Linked DNA regions of Triticum aestivum: region 1 is linked to region 2. Evidence: chromatin contacts called from public Hi-C data. All regions are on one chromosome and are shown on one strand. Each heading gives the region's core, a stretch centred on a gene start, on an enhancer-like site or on the middle of the called end of the contact. The rest is flanking DNA. Distances are from core to core; before and after follow the strand shown. Region 1 has its middle 17 kb from the start of LOC123149106. Region 2 has its middle 190 kb from the start of LOC123149104.

Region 1 (3,158 bases), core at 569-3,068, 190 kb before region 2:
CAGCTAGCACGATCGGACATCTGCCGTGATCCCTTTGCCGGTGATCGGCGATCGATCGATCTGCTTTTGCCGGTGTCATTGAAACAAAACGGGCACGTACGGCTTGTGTACTCAGTGCACGTCAAAAAGCTTCAGACATGGTGAATTAACCCAAAGTTTCACTTTATTTATTTATTTATTTTTCCGGACAGTCGAAGTGACGCATCCTCGGGACAAGAAGGCGACTCGTCCCCCTATCTTGCTCCGGCGTGGCGATGGGGAGGGAAGCCCTATATCACACCGCCATTCCCTCCCCTTCCCCCTCGCCGCTAGCCAAGTGAAGCTTGGTCGGTGCCAGCTTTCTCATCCTACGACGCGGTTGCAGTGGATCCATGGCAGGCGCGCGCGACCCTTGGGTGTGGCAAAGGTGCGCCATACGGTGCATGCGGTGTCGGCGGATCCATGGCAGATGCACCTGGATCCTGACCCTACCACTAACGCCGCCTTTGGTTGGGTCGGGCTGGGTGGATTTATCTGGCCCGATGTGGCCTTTCCTTCCGAGTTGGTGTGCATCTCCGATGAGAGCTTATGCCTCCAGCTCTCCTGGTTCACAGGAGTACCACCGTGGAGAAATCCTTTGCCCGGATCTTCCTCGCTCGGATGATGCCGTGTCAGCTACGGGCGCTAATGGTTTTGGGGCGGAGTATTAATTCTAGATACAGTTGTATAACGGTCTATATATCACAGGCGTAATGCCTATACAAGAGTATGCCATGAATTATCATAGTCATAAATATAAGCATTGCAGTTTAATCACCGCCCAACTGTAATGTTCATCATACCACATTTATCTGCTTGGAGAGATGACACTAGTGAACCAATGGGCCCGGGGCTCTATTTTCCATTATTGAAAACACATACGAAAATAGTATTCTTTGATGTACCGTTTACTTTATTTTATCTATATATCAATTGCTACCATACTGTGTAATTTACCCTTGTAAATAAAATGACAAGAAGCTTGACAACCTGTTGGGGGCAAAAGCGTGTTGTGTTTCGTGTAGCCGTGACGTTGAGGCTGTTTGGTGGTTTCCATAAAAACCCGCCTGACTCACGCATTAATCTCATGCGTTGGATATTGGAGGTCTAAGGCTAGGATCGTTGCATGAGCAAGGACCTGCCTATTAAGACTCCATCCAAACAGCCCTTTTTTTACGAGAAGAATTCTCTCTTGTTTGATAAACCATGGTTCCCAATCAAGAAAAATACTTATTGTTAGTTTACTTATCCAACCACTTTTACAAAGGAGCAAGCGCACCTCCGGCTTGTCGTCGTCGTCGTCCATCTCGGCAAACATCTCCTCGTAGAAAATTTTAATATGATTTCCTGGTTTCTGACGGGCTAACTAGGAGGAACACGAGGGTGTGGGAGATCGTGAGAGGGCATGTCCTACCGCGTGCCGACATCACTGCAATACTTGGTTGCATCCCAGCTGACAAGAGTTTTATGCCGATTAATTAACCAAATCTAAACTAGCTCTCTGCCCCACGCTTGACATGACATATGCGTATGCAATAATAAAATCAAATAGTGCGTTCCCAGGTGCATAGTACACCAAGGAAGACGACAAGGAACAATTTGGTAGTACATGACCAAATAATTGGTTTTACTACAAGAAAAGCTGAATCAAGATCTGCCATCCAAAGTTTATCATCTACGCTATTCACACATGACAATCATATGTGTGCATGCATGCAATTGCGTCACATGGCCTCACCACTACATGTTGTCTTGCTACGGTGTATAGGCTTTGTGGCCCATTGGCATCGCCCTGCCCTCAGGACCACTCTGTGCCCCTCGTGTTGCGTTCTGCATGGGGTACAATGTCATGGAGGTGTAGTACCTCGTCAACTCGGGTCTAATACTTCCCGAAAAAAAAAACCTTGAGTCTAATACTGTGGGTGCCTACCTAGGCTCGTGCTCCTCTGTGTGGCTCTTGCCTCTTGGAGCAAGACGACAGAGAAAGAGCACTGTTGGTCACAACGACACGTAGAACAGTGCAAGGTCAGGCTTCCCAATGGGGTATCCCTCTTATTCTGTTTGGATGCATAAACTTGCTAATTAATTAAGGCTGTGGTTTTGGTCATGCAATGACCGAGGTGCTGTTTGGAGGTCTGCAATTGTTTTACCAGTAATGGTGTGCTGTGCTGGGAGACCGTGCTGTTTGAAAACGAGGGCCCTTGCTTTGTTTCTATATATGTGTTCGGAAAGACTGCTCACGTGGGTGAGATAGGTTCCATCCTTAGACTAGGCACGAAGGGTAGTAACATAAGTAGAATAATAACATGTCCATGTTACTACTTTATGTTAGGCCAACTCCACCGCGCGAGTTCAAACGGACGTTCGCTTTGGCTAGATTTTGTCCCTTTAAGGCGCAAATGGGTTCGTCCATGTCCGCGTTTGTCCGATGGGTCGTGGGTGCGCCCAACGCGCGGCCGCACCCCAAAACCTGTCCGGAGTGGACGTGAATTTTTTTTAAATGAAATGACTAAAAAACTAAATAAACGCAGTTAAAAAAACATAAAACATATATATGGGGTCACGGCCACAAAACGACTCAGTTTCTCACTCCACTTAAACGGCCCAGTTTCATAACTAACATGAAAACAAAATAAAAAACGCCTCCCACGTGCTCCTGCCTCGCCCGTCAATGCCATGGCCGTCGCCGTCTTCACTGGCCGCTGGTGTCGTCGTCGTCGCTGACGAGGTCGACGTAGTCCAGCGGCGTCCACAGGTGGGCCGGCGGTCCGTGGTGCACGGGGGAGGCGGGCTGGAAGGTGGCCAACGCCTGCACCACCTCCTCCCGAGGCGAGGCTTCCCACTCTGACGACCGCGACGGCGTGGGGCACCAGTTCATGCCCCCCCACGGCGGCCGCCATCTGCTCAGCGGTGCACGACCAGCTCCATCCCTGGCCCACCAGGCCAGGGTGGAACGCGGCCACCGGCGGCTCCTCCACCACCTCCTCCTTCGGCACCATCTCCACCTCGGGGATGGCGACGTCGCCGGCCGCGGACAGAGCCTCATCTCCTCGAGGCCCTCCAATTGGCGCTCGTCGTGCGTGTGCATGGAGTCCTCCAGCACACGCGCCATGAGCCGGGTCTCCTCCTCCACCGTCATG
Region 2 (3,259 bases), core at 668-3,167:
ACTTGATGAACTTGCGATACAAGTTTTATAACCCTGTATATGTACCAATCAATGAGATCAATCGAGATGTACACTTTAGCAGCCCGATCATATTGTATTACACATCTCATGGACGGTCTCATGCAGGATTACTATGCCATCGAGTATATTCCTTCTTTGCATGAAAGCCGTTTGAGATGGCCAGACAATATAGTCAGCTACTATGTTTAACCTATTCATAGCCACTTTAGTGAAAATTTTGAAGCTAAGTAAGCACTTAGCTTTTTTTAGAAAAGGAGGATGACCCCCGGTCTCTGCATCTGGGCGATGCATACGACCACTTTATTAATTATTCTTACAAGACTTTACAAAGCCAAACAACAGCAAGAATAAAGCCACCGTCTAAGCAACAATTGTTGCTACACCTATCCAATTGATGAAGGGGTGCAGATAGTCTGGACCTAATACCAAACAGACATTGTAGCCAAACCTAAATATCTAAGACCTGAGGTCCCAACCAGGACGCCTGCCTGGTATAGGGCACCTACCAGTCCGACGCACTCCTCAACCACAACGCCTACCGGGTATAAGGCCGCCGCAGCCACCTGCCACCAATCCATCTTCAGAGCTGTATTGTTGCATGTACCATGCCAGGTCTCTCTGCCATTGATGCCACCACGACGCCCGACAGCGTCGTCCTCCTGCGCGAGTCCATCCCCCACAACGAACTCCAAATCTGCACTGCGCCACGCCGTCAAGATCCGTCGCCATCAGTGTAGGATGAATCACCGCTCCACCAAAGAATCCGTCCTCTGGTCCCTCGATCACGTGTGTACCTCCAAGAATGACGCCCCCAAGGGAGGAACGACACCAGAGCGCCGCCGTCATCCGATCATCCGATCTAGGGTTTCCCCCGGAGGTAGCAAAGAGTGGCCTTGAGCTTCTCCACGACGATGCCTTCAAGAAGGGAACGACGCAGATAGCGCCGCCACCGCCGGCCTTAGCAGACGCCGAAGGCAAGTTTTCACCCAGATCAGTTCGAAGGGATCCAACTCTTGTGCACGGGCCGCCGTCACCACCAGCACCACCAGGCAGAACCATGGAGCACCGGCAGATCAGCGAGCCGCCGGCACCACCGCATCCAGATCGCCGGCCACGCCGGGCCGCCACCATCCCGCGCCGTCCGGGTCAGAGACGGAGCCGCCGACCGCGCACAGGGACCACCGCCGCCTGCACACGCCGAAGCGCCATCGCTTGCCGAGGCCCGCCACCGCGCGCCCCGAGCGGACTCCCACGCACACCAGGGGAAACCGCGAGCGTGAGCCCTGCCGTCGCCCCCAAGCCCGCGTGCAACAACCGCCGCGATCCGCCCGCGCCAGATCCAACGAGTCGTGGCAGAAGAGATCCCGCCGCCGCCGACGCCGACCGAGCTTTGCCCGGCGGCGCGTCCTGACGGCGGTGAGGAGGAGAGGTCGGGGATGGAACAAGGACGGGGCGGCGCCAGGGTTCCCCCGGTCGCCGCGCAGGGACGACACGGGAGGAGTCCAAGCCGGATGTGGTCGGCCGGGAGGAGTAAACACTTATCTAACTTGATCAAACTTGCATAAGGAAAGACATGACAAGGTGTGGCTAGAAAGTACATAGAAACCAAATGGCCCCTAAGTGTAAGCAGCAGCACTCGTCGTCGTTTGCACCTGGTGCAGAGCTACAGTCTCACGCACATTGCATGCCCCACATTCTGTATATTTAGAGCTGCTTCATCTTGAGTTTTGCTTTTATCAACTTATTATGGAGGTTTTTTCTCTGTGTGTGTGGATACGGGGGTGCGTGATGAAGATAGTGTGCGCCGCAACCAAATTATGTAGGCATCGGACAGTTGATGACAAGCACTGTTTGGCGGAGAGCGACGTTATTCGAAACTGATACGCGACGGGACTCCAAATTGTGCATACATTAGATGCATCTGGGGCTTGCTGATCTGACCAGTCACCCTCCTCGTCTCTTTCGTGATAACAGCTATCGATACTTGATGTTGATCGATGGCAAATTTGGAGATTTGTGTTGATAATCAGTCCCCATCCACTGTGTTCCATCACGGGCCGTACATATGTATTTTCAGGCACACACGGTTGGAGATCTATACTAACCTTCAATTGGAGGTCAAATCGTACGTGAAAATCAACCTAACATTTGCTATGGTCTGGCTCGATTTGCCCCTAACTTGGTTCGTTGCCATTTTCCGCCGTCTTAATTTCCTCCTGCCAACACATATCCTGGCAGCGGCACTGTTCAGAATTTATGGTCAGCGAGCTCAGCTGCTGCTAAACAGCGGGATTGATTCCGTGTTGGGCTCTGCTGATGCCTGCGTAGCGATGACATAAATCCCCAACAGCTAGCCCCGGTCAAATCCGCCATCAAGGTTAGCTCTCCGCTGTACGTCGTCTCAAACCAAATCACATTTGCTTCCTTCACGCGCGCGGGGTGATGAGCACCAGCTCTCTCCCCTTGCTAGCGGCATCTGCCGTAATCCCTCTCGCGGTGATCGAGCGATCCATCCATCTGCATTTGCCGGTGTCGATGGAAAAAGCGGGCGCAGTTCATAGAGCTTCAGAAATGGCGAACCAATACAAAGTCCCACTATATCTTTGTTTTCAGGCAAAATATAATAAGGGAACGACTAGGATTGACTGAGACTTAACCAAGTCTCAGTTGGCTGATGTCATCAACTGAAATCCTTTTTATCCACCCGACTGCAGCTTTTCTGGGCCTGGAAGTGTTATACTCGCTCCATCCTTGAAAGAGTGTAATTCCAAAGTTGGAAAGTTAAACTTTTTTATGTTTGACCGTATTTATACAATAATAGACCAATATTTATGCCATCAAATTAGTAGCATTAGATTCATAATAAAGTACATTTTTGTCATAAACCTATTTGGTTTCACAAGCATGACATATTTTTGCACAAATTCGGTCAAACTTTGAGATAGTTTGGCATCCAATAAAGTTGGAAATACATTTTTTTTTAAGAATGGAGGGAGTACGTTGGTTTGTCTCTCTTTTTCTTTTTGGGCCGGATGTGTTACACATTGATGGCCTGGACGTGTCTAGATTGATTTTCTTTTTTTATTTGACTCTTATTGGCCTCTAGTGCGGCTGAGCTGGCATCATACACAAACAAGAGAAAGCCTATGATTTGTCTGAACATAAAAAATCAATGAAAAACAAGTAGAGATCTAATAGAAGTGTCCAGATATTTTTGGAGAAAAAAAAATTAGAGAAC

Evidence for each region. Hi-C and Micro-C count contacts between places; a contact is called where the count stands out from the background.
Region 1: a Hi-C map of leaf shows a contact between it and region 2, with 5 times the contacts expected there. The contact joins two enhancer-like sites. A contact is called at or near these places in 4 of 5 Hi-C or Micro-C datasets (leaf and an unstated tissue) and 1 of 1 datasets of contacts at active chromatin or transcription factors (leaf).

What each region holds. Positions count from the first base shown.
Region 1 is chr7A:667,401,366-667,404,523 of IWGSC CS RefSeq v2.1, reverse strand. No RefSeq gene overlaps it. Among protein-coding and RNA genes, the nearest start is that of LOC123149106, 17 kb to the left of the region's middle. Within about 2 kb of position 1,818, at least 5 of the 8 cell types and tissues checked have an H3K27ac peak or open chromatin away from gene starts, as enhancers often do. A contact at or near this core is called in leaf, where this site is marked.
Region 2 is chr7A:667,210,754-667,214,012 of IWGSC CS RefSeq v2.1, reverse strand. No RefSeq gene overlaps it. Among protein-coding and RNA genes, the nearest start is that of LOC123149104, 190 kb to the right of the region's middle. Within about 2 kb of position 1,917, at least 1 of the 8 cell types and tissues checked has an H3K27ac peak or open chromatin away from gene starts, as enhancers often do. A contact at or near this core is called in leaf, where this site is marked.